4 separate regions of the Sus scrofa genome follow, and all the other regions are linked to region 4. The links are chromatin contacts, called in public Hi-C and HiChIP or PLAC-seq maps. All regions are on one chromosome and are shown on one strand. Each heading gives the region's core, a stretch centred on a gene start, on an enhancer-like site or on the middle of the called end of the contact. The rest is flanking DNA. Distances are from core to core; before and after follow the strand shown. Region 1 holds the start of DCAF8 (DDB1 and CUL4 associated factor 8). Region 2 holds the start of PEX19 (peroxisomal biogenesis factor 19). Region 3 overlaps DCAF8 (DDB1 and CUL4 associated factor 8). Region 4 holds the start of LOC100157711 (sodium/potassium-transporting ATPase subunit alpha-4).

What was found. A called contact is a pair of places that touch in the nucleus more often than the background predicts. HiChIP or PLAC-seq counts read pairs in DNA pulled down with a chosen protein or histone mark.
Region 1: an H3K27ac HiChIP or PLAC-seq map of skeletal muscle shows a contact between it and region 4. The contact joins the promoter of DCAF8 here to the promoter of LOC100157711 in region 4. A contact is called at or near these places in 1 of 5 promoter capture datasets (fetal liver), 6 of 47 Hi-C or Micro-C datasets (embryonic fibroblasts, heart right ventricle, liver and 3 more) and 2 of 2 datasets of contacts at active chromatin or transcription factors (alveolar macrophages and skeletal muscle).
Region 2: a contact with region 4 is called in a Hi-C map of subcutaneous adipose tissue, with 1.7 times the contacts expected there. The contact joins the promoter of PEX19 here to the promoter of LOC100157711 in region 4. A contact is called at or near these places in 8 of 47 Hi-C or Micro-C datasets (embryonic fibroblasts, mesenteric adipose tissue, retroperitoneal adipose tissue and 2 more) and 2 of 2 datasets of contacts at active chromatin or transcription factors (alveolar macrophages and skeletal muscle).
Region 3: a contact with region 4 is called in an H3K27ac HiChIP or PLAC-seq map of skeletal muscle. The contact joins the enhancer-like site here to the promoter of LOC100157711 in region 4. A contact is called at or near these places in 6 of 47 Hi-C or Micro-C datasets (embryonic fibroblasts, heart right ventricle, liver and 3 more) and 2 of 2 datasets of contacts at active chromatin or transcription factors (alveolar macrophages and skeletal muscle).

The regions. Positions count from the first base shown.
Region 1 is chr4:90,213,436-90,216,566 of Sscrofa11.1, forward strand. It overlaps DCAF8 (DDB1 and CUL4 associated factor 8), which reads left to right and starts at 1,483. Exons shown (of 13, transcript NM_001244434.1): 1 at 1,483-1,638.
Region 2 is chr4:90,195,457-90,198,645 of Sscrofa11.1, forward strand. PEX19 (peroxisomal biogenesis factor 19) reads left to right here and starts at 1,582. Exons shown (of 8, transcript XM_021089574.1): 1 at 1,582-1,718; 2 at 3,137-3,189. The coding sequence starts at 1,649.
Region 3 is chr4:90,236,932-90,239,657 of Sscrofa11.1, forward strand. DCAF8 (DDB1 and CUL4 associated factor 8) reads left to right here. Exons shown (of 13, transcript NM_001244434.1): 4 at 634-774; 5 at 1,963-2,057. Among named protein-coding and RNA genes, the nearest start is that of DCAF8, 23 kb to the left of the region's middle. Within about 2 kb of position 1,255, at least 1 of the 83 cell types and tissues checked has an H3K27ac peak or open chromatin away from gene starts, as enhancers often do. A contact at or near this core is called in skeletal muscle, where this site is marked.
Region 4 is chr4:90,318,236-90,321,119 of Sscrofa11.1, forward strand. LOC100157711 (sodium/potassium-transporting ATPase subunit alpha-4) reads right to left here and starts at 1,355. Exons shown (of 16, transcript XM_021089576.1): 1 at 1,116-1,355. The coding sequence starts at 1,340.

The DNA.
Region 1 (3,131 bases), core at 233-2,732, 100 kb before region 4:
GCCCTCTTGGGTGTTGGGGTTACAAAGATGAAACAGACATAGTCCCTGCCCTTATAGAGCTTATATTCTAATAGTACAGTTAGATTACAAATACATACTTATCAGAGTTCCTGCTGTGGTGCTACGGAAACAAATCTGACTAGTATCCATAAGGGTTCGGCTTTGATCCCTGGCCTTGCTCAGTGGGTCAGAGATCTGGCCTTGCAGTGAGCTGTAGTGTAGGTCGCAGACACAGCTTGGATCCCTCATTGCTGTGGCTATGGCTATGGTTGGCAGCTAAAGCTCTGAATCGACCCCAGCTTGGGCACCTCCATATGCCACAGATATGGTCCAAAAAAAAAAAAATCTCCCATAAAAATGTAATAATAGATTAAATGTTATGGTAAAAAAATTATGAAAAAGTACAGAGTTAGAGGACAGAGAAGGATGGTAGTGCAGGATACCATTTTAGTTGGAATAGTTAAAAGCTGATTGAGGAAGTAGCCTTTGGGTAGAGATGTAATTAAATGGACAGAATGAGTCTAGTAAAAAATACCGTAGATGAACATTCCAAGAAGAGGGAACAAGTACAAAAGCCCTCAGGCTGTCCATGCTTTGGTTGTAGTGACAAGAAGAAGACCAGTAAGGCTAGAGCAGAGCTAGGTAGTATGGGAGGAAATGAAATCGGAGAAATAAGTGCCATGTCGTGTAGGGCCTTCCTCGGAAAACCTCTTGATCATTTAGATTTTTAATGTACAATGAGAAGCTTTCGGAGGTTTTGAGCATAATACTATGACCTGGCTTACGTTTTAAAAGGTCACTCTGGGTCCTTTATTTAACTAGTAGGGCAATGATGGAAGTGGACAAACCAGCTAGGCATCTCTTGCAATAGTCTAAGTAATATATAATGACATAATAGGATGGTTAGCGGTAGAGGAGGTTACCAGGGGCCTCACACCCTAGCCTTCTGGGCAAAACGCCCCTGGCCCGGCAACTGGGAGTAACTTTTTCAGGGGCCTCCTGCATGCTTCCTTCAGATGTCAGACAAGCAGAGGGTACATCATCTGTCCCAGTCTTTGGAACCTTCGACACACTACCCCCCTTCAAAGAGCTTCTTGAATAGCTTAGCTGCACCTCAAGCTTCTAAATCCCTTCTTTAAAAATGGGTAAATGGAAGCTCGGGGCGGGGCGGGGGGGGGCGGTAAATGGGTCTCGAGGGTAAAGCAAGCACTTAAGATCCTCAAAGGAAATGGAGTTTTCAGAAGAAATCTGGAGAAAACTGCTTGTTCAGAAACAGGGCAAACATGAAGGTCGCCCAGGAGTTTGCCTGCAAACCCGTCAGAAATGAAGTTGATTTAAACCACAACTCTGAAAGGCCTTTAACTCTATTTAAGTATCACGAGGATCGTGAAGTCTTCCAAACAGTACAAAAACAACTTCGCCTTCTCAGTAATGCGCACGCGCCGCCCGCTCCGTTTTCCGTTGGGCTTAGGCCCGCCCCCTATGCGTCCTCGGTGGAGGGTTGGGAGCCGAGAGCTCGCGCGACCACTTTTCCCTCAGTCTTCTCCAGCACATCGTCGCAAACGGGGCCGGAAAGCGTGGCAGCGCAGGCGCAAGCGCAGAGAGCGGAGGCGGTGGTGGTGGCGGCCGCTGGCCAGTGTAAGATGGCGGCGGCGTTGGTGGCGGCAGTGGACGGGGCGGCTGGGCCTGGAACAGTCGGAGCAGCCGCTGGCAGAAGGATGACCCAAGACGGGAAGCGGGCTGCAGAGTCTCGCCGGCTCCCGTGCTTGTAACTGCCCCAGCCGGACACCCCCCCCCTTTGACCTACCCGGTCCGTGTCTCGTTCCGGCTTGGCCTGGCCCCCTCCCCCTTGCCCCGTTCCCCTTTAAGATAGGTTTGACTGCTTTCTCGAGCTCCCAGGGCTCAGGTCTGCTCCTTCTGACCCGAGTCACCGCCGGGAGGAGTGGCTGTCCTTTTCGCAGGTCAGCCCCACGGCTGCCCCCAGGAGCATGCCCCGCAATCCACGGGGACGTCTTGCCTTGTCGGGTGACCCATTTGTGTGCGCTTTTCCCCTTTAGATTGGGGGACGCGGCTTGCCCTGCGCTTCCCCGTCATCTCAGGGCCACCGCGCTGTGTGCCCCCTCCCCCATCCCGAGTTCTCGGGCCCAGCACCTTGTACGGAAGGCCGAGGTCCAAGAACCCTGGAGTCAGTTGTTGCCGTCTGTTCCTGTACCCTTGTAATGTAATTCCCTTCACCCCTAAATCTTTCAGGGCACCGTAGAACGGTCCCATTTGGTCCCTGTTAGTTGGAAAGCATCTAGTGGCTTGAATTTCTGACTCATATGATTGTTGCTGGAGTCTCTGTAAACAAACCGGCACTAGCGCTATCACGTTCTCTCCGGGATTTCCCCCTGCTCTGTGGCTTGTTGAGAGGTTTGGTTATGGGTTGGCGTTGAAAAGATTCAGGTTTTCCTTTTAAATGACTTACGTTTTAGTGGAGCTGGGAGATTACTTGCCTGGTTCATTTAATTTCTGTAACTACGTAAGTTACTTGTTCAGTAGTCATAAATTACCGTGCTTCTAAATAGTCCTGAGGAGGTCTAAAAAAGTACTAACATGTATTCATAAATATGTTTTTATTATGTTTAGTTGAAGAGGCACCCTTGCCATTTAAACTTTAACTTTTCTTAGTCCTTCAGTGAATCTACAGGCCTATTTTCTCAGGAGCTCAGCCTGGCCCTACTTCAGTGATAAAGGAGGAAAGGTGAGTAGGAGTTGAAGGCATTTAAATTCCTCAGTCCAAGACAGACCCTACCCTGGTGCCCAAGTGCTGACCACTAAAATTATAAAATTCCTACCACAATTTCCCAAGGAGTTAGGGTATTGTTCTTGGCTTTGTTCCAGCTCTGGTTAAATTACGTTTACAAGTTTAATTGGCTCTGGGCCTCTTGACTTGAAGTCCTAAACTATTGCTGTATATCTTCAAATGACTCCAGTTAAGCATAGAAATGAATGTGTCTCCCTCTTCATTCGTTTGCTTTGTGTTGCCTTTGTGCAGATCATGTTTCTTACACTATTAAAAGCTGGGCATTAGTTTACTGGAGTTCTGCTTAGCCTTTTGTCAATCAAGTCTTTTTCCCTTTCAGGGCTTT
Region 2 (3,189 bases), core at 332-2,831, 120 kb before region 4:
TGGTACTTTATCCTTACTTCTTTTAAGACACTTAACCTTGCACCATACTTACTGTGTATGTCTAATCCTACCACCAGCCTAATCCCCAGTCAACTGCTTTACTGCAAGAGTGCAGCTTGACTTATCTCTCCATCCTCCACTATGCCCAGCGCAGGATTTTTTAAAATGTTTTTTATTTTTTTTGGAGTTCCCCGTCGTGGCTCAGTGATTAACGAATCCAATTAGGAACCATGAGGTTGAGGGTTCAATTCCTGGCCTCACTCAGTGGGTCAAGGATCCGGCGTTGCCATGAGCCGTGGTGTAGGTCACAGATGTGGCTCGGATCCCACCCACGTTGCTGTGGCTCTGGCGTAGGCTGGCGGCTACAGCTCTGATTAGACCCCTAGCCTGGGAACCTCCATATGCTGCGGGTGCAGCCCTAGAAAAGACAAAAAGACAAAAAAAAAAATATTTTTGCTACACCCGCAGCATGCATAAATTCCCAGGCCAGGGATTGAACCGGAGTCACAGCAGTGACAACACCAAATCTTTAACCACTAGACCACCAGGGAACTCCTAGCACAGGATCTTAAACAAGAGTAGATGCCTTGTAAGTGCTAAAATAGGTTTTCCTGAGGCAGTTGATGCATTCTGACAAATCTGAATAGAACAATTCCAGAGGAGGGAAGGGAAGTCTGGAGTTGTCTTTTATCTGAGCATCCCCCAACTTCATTGGGTTGAGTCCTGTGAAGAGAAAAGACAATAGGTCAAAGAAGGCAGGTTTATTACTACTGCATTCCAGTTGCCCTCTTCACTTAAGTCCAAGGTCCGAGAGTCACTTACTCCCTGGTTCAACTAACATTGGGTTCTAAGTTCTTGTGACATTTCTAATGGAGAATACAAAATGAGAGCTATCCACTAGATTCTGCAGAGAAGCATGCCTCACTAGAGCCTTGGAGAGCAAAGAGCAGCCAATGAGTGCCCACTAAGTTTTGGGCCCTAGCCAAGGAGCCGGGGTTACAGCAGTGAAGACAAGAGATGAAATCCTTTCTGTCATGGTGCTTTAATTCCAAGGAGCCTGGGGGAGAGACAATAAAGATAAATCAGTAAAATATGTAATATGTCAGATAGTGGTTAAGTGTTGAAAAAAAGAGGCGAAGTAGAGAGGAAGCATCTGTAAGTGTATGGGAGGGGTTGCAATTTTATTTAATGAGGCCAAAGAAGGCATTTCCGAGAAGGTGGCATTTCAGTAACATACTGAAGAAAGTGAGAGGAAAATAGCATATTGGCTGTGCCATAACTGTCTTACTGATTATACATGCATAGCTTTTAGTTTGCACGCAATTTGTCCCAGTCGACCTACCCGCAGCTCAAAAAAATAATGAAAGGCCCAATTCTGTAGGTAATGTGGGCAGTTGAAAGAAAGGAGGCCGGGCCAGTAAAAACCCTGACAGAAGATAACAGTAAATTCCCCTCTGTTGGTTCAGTGTTCCCGGAGAAAGAGGCGGGGAGAGGGGAACCCCAAACAAAAACAAAGGTTCCTGTACCTTTAAAAATGGCGGCCCCTCGGGCCAACAATATCATTGGTTGCACGAGGCAGGGGGGCAGGAACTGGGGGGCGCACGGCGCCGCGCAGTCCCGCCTCCTACGGCAAGTCGGAGGTGGCAAGATGGCCGCCGCTGGGGAGGGTGGTGGTGTTGGGGCTGAAGCGGACCGGGAATTGGAAGAGCTTCTGGAAAGTAAGAACCCGTAATAGAAAAGGCCTGAAGGGCGGGAGGTGTGAGGACGCATTCAGGGGGCCAAGTGAATCCGAGATAAAGGAGGCGGAGCGGGAGAGGCTCTTCAGAGGTTGGGCGGGGGCGGAGGGTCTGACTGCGACCCCCTAGAAAATCTCTAGGTCACCCTCTCCTTCCTCCTTGGCGGAGGCTGAGGATCGCATTTGCGTCCCTGTGCGGCCTAGACGGTTGATCTCCTTGCCGGAAGGGAAACTAGTCCAGAGGACGATGTTTCGGGATCCCGCTCCAAACTCCCCCTACTTTAGTAAGTTCTTGGAAGCCTAACTTTCTTCCCGCCAGCAACCACATTCGGTGCTCGGTGGGCAGAGAACTGGACACCCATGGGATTGCCTCCATTAACTCTTAGCAAGCCCGAAGCGTGCCTTTATGTGCAGTATCCTGTCCTCCTTAACACAAAAGACACGTCTTTTCCTTTTCCCAGACCTTTTTCGCACCAGGCTCCTTTCCAATTTTTTCATCATTTCAGAGCTCAAACCCATTCCTATCTCTTTAATTTGAGAACCAGAGTGAGACTGCCTCAGGGGAAGGCAGTTCACCCTCTCGAAAGTGGGTGGCGGAACTTTTCTTCCTTAGCCCCATCCACCACTCCTCTTTTGGTTTCTTGCCCAGAGTGGGGCCAGTGCCCTACCCCTAGGCCTGGCAAGCAGGGTGATGGTGAGGACACAGGCTTTTCAGGGAAGAGGTGAATATTTTTTGTCTCTTGCTGAGTCACAGAGATGTGAGCAGGTGGAAAGACGAACAGAAACGGTGAGAAGTGCCAGGCGACTGTGTGAATTGGCAGACACGGGTGTAGGCAGAGATGAGGCCAAAGGGAGCTCTAGGAGCTTTGGAGAGGGAGAGCTAAATTGAAAGATAAAAGAAGAGAATTCAGTGCCCTCCAATGGTGTGTAATATGGAGTCTCTCAGCTTGTACAAGGACCTATGCGAAGCTAGGTGAAACATCTTGTGGCTTCTGCTCTCTTGCCCAAGATTACTCCCTTGAGGGCTCCAGAGTGAGTTCAGAGGGTTAAGGACATCTGGTCTCTGCCTCCCTTGGATATTTGCATGGGATTTCTAGGGAATCATTAAAGTATGGCAGAGAAGGCACTGTGTCGGTGGAGGTGTCTCTGCAAATCTTTTAACTCTTCTCCTAACTCCAAGAGAGATGCTTGTTCCACCTTGAGGGATGTCTTCCCCTTTATCACATTAAATTAGACAATAGGTAGGGAAGTGGGAGGCTTATTGAGGGGTGGGCTGGGAGACTTTTAAAGGAGAAAATTTTAGGAAAGTTGACAGTTTGTACTCTTAATGTTTTGCCCAGAAACTCCCAACCTTTCATCCTCATCCATCCCCAAAACACCCCATGTTTCTTGTCTCTGAAGGTGCTCTTGATGATTTCGATAAGACCAAACCCTCCCCAGCACCCCCTCCTACC
Region 3 (2,726 bases), core at 5-2,504, 81 kb before region 4:
CCAGCATTGCTGCAGCTGTGACTTGGATTCAGTTTTTGGCCCAGGAGCTTCCCTATGCCTCTGGTGTGGCCATTTAAAAAAAAAAAAAAAAGAGGGTTATGAGGATTAAATAACAATAGAAGCTAAGCAGTTAGAACCATGTCTGGTACTTAACAAACATTTGATAAATATTAGTTGACATTGTTATTCTCTGGAGGTTTTACTTATCAGCCCCATCTATCATATAGTCTAGCTATTTATCCCTAAGCATGGTTTCTTTCCTTCTCCAGTATCCCCTCTAGTTTCCTTTTTCTTTGTAGAAAATTTGTTTACTTTCTGAATCAAGGAAGATTTTTCTCTTTTTTTCCTTTTCTTTCCTAGTAGGTATAGTCTTAGTTTACCTGAGCACTTACCCTGTACCAGTTCAACCTTTTGGAATCAACAGAAGTGCTTTCTTATATCAGAAGTTTTTTTCTCTTCCTCTCCTTTATCCCTTGGACGAAATTGGACTTGAGCCAATTATAAAAGAGTAGGAGGTCTTAAGTTTCCAGCTATCGTGCAGCAACAGGGGGAGATTTGGGGTGGTCATCACACTTTTCCCTCTCAAATGTGCTTTTATTTCTCTTGTACTTTCTTTTATTCTTAATATCCCAGGCCAAGTTCCTTCCTAACAGTGGTGATTCTACCCTGGCCATGTGTGCCCGTGATGGGCAGGTTCGGGTAGCAGAGTTGTCTGCTACACAGTGCTGCAAGAATACGAAGCGTGTGGCACAGCACAAGGGAGCATCCCACAAAGTAAGTAAGCCCTGTCTGCGAAGATTGTGCAGTTCCGCTTCTCTGTGAGTCTCCGCCAAGGCCCTCCAGTCAGTATCTGTACATTGTGTCCCTTTGTTGGGGTCACCTGCCTCACTTCTTTCAGTCCTAAGATTTGTAGGTAAGATGGGAGAAAAAGCAGCTACCCTAAACTTCTCAGAAGGCATGTATTTGAGAGATGTCTATATCTTGCACATGGAGCATTCACCTGATGATACCTGACTCCCAAGCTGAGCCATAGTTGATTTGGAGATCCTTGAGGTCTCCAATGCCTTCCAAGCCTTTAAAATTTACTCTGTATTTAGAACATTTTAACAGCTCCAAGGTGCTAGCTGTTGACTTCTCATATGTGAGAGCTTCAACTTTTCTGCTCACAACTCTCAGTGCATAAACAGCACTATTTCTGGAAGCCTATTTAGAGCAGGAATATAGGCCAAATAGTCATGGCAGCCAGTGAGGAGCCAGCAACTGCCTTATCTCCAAGTAGGCACTGTTTTCTTTCACGCCATGGAAGGAGGATGATCCCCTCTGTTTACAACCCTAAGCAACTATATAGGTGGACCTGGAGTATGCTTTTCTTGCCCACATGGCTCAGGAAATATGAAAATTACCTATTTGATTCTTGAGACTACCCCCAACACAGTAGATAACTAATTTTTCGAACTAAGATGCGAGGAATAAAAGTTGGGTGCCATTTCTCCCCCATCCCTAGTATATGGAATTGATTTTGAGAATGAGCCCTAATGTCATTGTTTTCTTTTGGTATCACTCTTTATATATCCCTTGGGGACTTAGTTAAAAGAGAAAATCATCTGTCCTTTTGCCTTGTATAAAATAAACAAGCTGTAAATAATTCACATACAGAGTAAGAATTAATTTATTAAATTATCTTCTTTCCTGGGATTTTACAACAAAAGAGGTAGGCATTTCTCTGGCTGAGACTTTTTTTTTTTGCTTTTTAGGGCCACATCTGTGGCATATGGAGGTTCCCAGCTGCCAGCAATGCTGGATCCAAGCCACATCTGTGGCCTACACCACAGTCACGGCAACACCGATCCTTAACCCACTGAGCAAGGCCAGGAATCGAACCCACCACCTCATGGTTCCTAGTCAGATTCATTGCTGTTGCACCATGATGGGAACTCCAACTGTTCCTTTTTTCTCTTTCAGTTGGCCCTGGAACCAGACTCTCCCTGTACGTTCCTGTCTGCAGGTGAAGATGCAGTTGTCTTTACCATTGACCTTAGACAAGACCGGCCAGCTTCGTAAGTATAACATTAGTATTTTCTACAGAATTGAATCTCTTGGCCTTGAAAATATTCCATGTGTCCTAGGTAATAACTCTCTAGTTCATCAGAATAGTTCTTTTGTGGAAGTTCGACTGTGGCTCAGCAGAAACAAATCCAACTAAAAACCATGAGGATGCTGGTTCGATCCCTGGCCTCGCTCAGTGGGTTAAGGATCTGGTGTTGCCAGGAGCTGTGGTGTAGTTCCCAGACGTGTCTTGGGTCCCGCGTTGCTGTGGCTGTGGCTGTGGCTTAGGCCGGCAGCTGCAGTTCCCCTACCCTGGGAACTTCCACGTGCTGTGGGTATGGCCCTTAAAAAAAAGAATACCTCTTTTGTGATTATGATAAGCAGATTAAGGTTTAGGGGAATTCCTTCTTTGTTGTTGTCTGTTCTCAATAGTAAAATACTATTCAGCGTATCTTCACTTCTAATGAAGGAAGGGTTCAGTTATCTTCTTATGTGTGGGCTCTAATAACTGGATGTTCTTCCACTCTCCATTCACTTAGGTGACACTCAGCTTCCCCACAAGAAGCACATTACTGGCAGCTTAGAGATAGGCTCCTGTGTGGTTTTCAGTTCAATTATGTATAAAAACATAAAAATGAAATGATAAATCTTGAGCAAAAATATCAGTAGCTATAATAGAA
Region 4 (2,884 bases), core at 105-2,604:
ATGGGAAAACTGGGACCAAATGGGGAATCATATGTCTGCTCAACATAATGAACTCTAACTAGAGCAATCTAACAATGAAATGAGATGACACAAAAAGGGGCGGACTTCCCACTACTGGAAATCATCATTGCCTGCTGCAGATTTTGTACAAGGATATTCCCCATGTTGAGAAGTGGAGTTTGTTTTTTTCTTTTTCTTTTCTTTTTTTTTTTTTTCTTTTTATGGCCGCACCGTCAGCATATGGAAGGTCCCAGGTTAGGGGTCAAATTGGAGCTGCAGCTGCTGGCCTACACCACAGCCACAGCAACACCAGATCTGAGGCACATCTGCGACCTACACCACAGCTCATGGCAACACTGGATCCTTAACCCACTGAGTGAGGCCAGGAATCAAACCTGCATCATCTCGGATGCTAGTTGGGTTTGTTACCGCTGAGCCACAACAGGAACTCCTTGAAAGTATGAATTTAATGGGCTTTGAAGTCCTTTCCAGTAAGAGTCCATACTTTGTGTGTGTGTGTGTGTGTGTTTGCCTTTTCTAGGGCTGCACCCACGGGACATGGAGGTTCCCAGGCTAAGGGTCTAATCGGAGTTGTAGCTGCCGGCCTATACCACAGCCACAGCAACACCAGATCCAAGCCGAGTCTACAGCACAGCTCACGGCAATGCCGGATCCTTAACCCACTGAGCAAGGCCAAGGATCAAACCTGAAACCTCATGGTTCCTAGTCGGATTTGTTAACCACTGAGCCACGACGGGAACTCCGAGAGTCCATACTTCTAAATTCATCTTTCTCTATAAACAGATGAATAAACAGAGGCCTGGAGTGAAGAGAATTGTCCAGGTTCACCAACCAGTACACTCTGGACCGGAACTCGCTCCTGTGATTTATAATCTAACACTTTCTGCATTGTAACTCACTTCTTTTCTCATTAAGGAGGAAAGGGGTTGAGGCAGTCACAGTCCTTTGGGAGCTAAGGGGTTTGCCCCCCACCCCATGCATGGTGTTGGAGTATTCTGCACTTGAGAGGTTCAACCACAAGGGAGGTACTAGCGGTTTCATTTCCGTGAGGTAGTTGGTCTGCTCTGGGGCCACCCTCCACCCCGGCTACTCACCGTGACGGTGGCCAGCAGCCCCTCAGGCACATTTGCCACAATGATGCCAATAAGAAAAATGACAGCCTCCAGCCAGGTGTAGCCCAAGATGAGTGAGAGCCCAAAGAAAGTGACACCGAGGAAGACTGCCACGGCTGTGATCAGATGGATGAAGTGTTCGATCTCAGCAGCAATGGGGGTCTGGCCCACCTTCAGGCCTGATGTCAGTGAGGCGATGCGGCCCATCACGGTGGCATCCCCTGTAGCGATCACGAGGCCCCGGGCGGTTCCTGTGGGTGACGAAGGGGATAGTCTGAATTGGGAAGGCTGTGGGGTTTGGTTCCTATGAAGAGAAAACTGTCAATGGTCAAAAACAAGGTGGACGCAAATGAACCTCTCTACAAAACAGAATCAGACTCATAGACGTGGAGAACAGACATGTGGTTGCCCAGGGGCGGGGGGGGGGGCAGGGGGAGGGATGGACGGGGAGTTTGGGGTTAGTAGATGCAAACTATTACATTTAGAATGGATAAGCAATGAGGTCCTGCCTACAGCACAGGAAACCATATCCAATCTCTTGGGATAGACTATGAGAATATTAGAGGAGTTCCCGTGATGGCTCAGCAGAAATGAATCTGACTAGTATCAGTGAGGATGCAGGTTCGATCTCTGGCCTCGCTTTGTGGGTTAAGGATCTGGCGTGGCTGTGAGCTGTGGTGTAGGTTGCAGACATGGCTTGGATCTGTCTGGCATGGCTGTGGCTGTGGCTGTGGCCAGAGGCTACAGCTCCCATTCAGCCCTTAGCCTGGGCACTTCCATATGCTGTGGGTGTGGCCCTAAAAAGACCAAAAGAAAAAAAAAAAAAAAAAAGAAGATAATATTAGAAAAAGTATATATATATGACTGGGTATGACTGGGCGCTTTGCCGTACAACAGAAATTGGCTCAATATTGTAAATCAACTACACTTTAACTAAAGAGCAATGAAACAAGGTGGAAACTCAAGGTCCTCTGAGAGGTTTTTATGTTCTATTCTCTTTATATTTCACTTACACAGATGAGGGGCTCCCATTCTGAAAAATCTCTGGAGAGATTTCACAGTTCTCTGGAGAGACCCAGTTTTATTGCCTAACTGCCTTCACTGCCAAGAAAGTCCCCCTTACTCTTCATCTGAATATCTCTGTTGCCTTTAGGTTTCTTCTCTTGTCCTCAGTAGTGACACTTCTCGATCCCCAGGAAGAGTGGCTCCCCTTCTGCTAGAATCCTATATTCCCTCATCCTCTAACCCAGTGGTTCTCAATTTGCCCCCCAGGAGACAGTTGGCAACGTCTGGACGCATTTTTGGTTTTTGTCGCAACTGTGGTGGGAGGGGTTGCTACTGGCACCTAGTGGAGAGAGAGCAGGAATGCTGCCAAACAGCCTGCAACTCACAGGCAGGCCCCCTTTTCCTCCTCCCTCAAAGAATAGCGCTGCCCAAAAGTCAGCCTTGTGGAGCTTGAGAAACTGCTCTGCCTGGAGCTCCCTCCCTGCTTGGCTGGCTGGAGCCAGTCTGCCCCCTGCTGGGTGGTATAGGCCATGACTACTGGGCCTCTGTGCTTCCCACCAGCAAGGCCCCTGAGTCAGAAGGGGAACTTCACATACACAGGATGCAAGACCCTCATGTGCTGGAAATGAAGGGCCCCCTAAGGTCCTTTGCTTGAAATAATTCTTCCTGCTTTACCATAATGGCTGAAATTCCTACCGTTGAAGTTACAGTCAGAATCACCCAGAAAAGCAACATATTATAGAAAT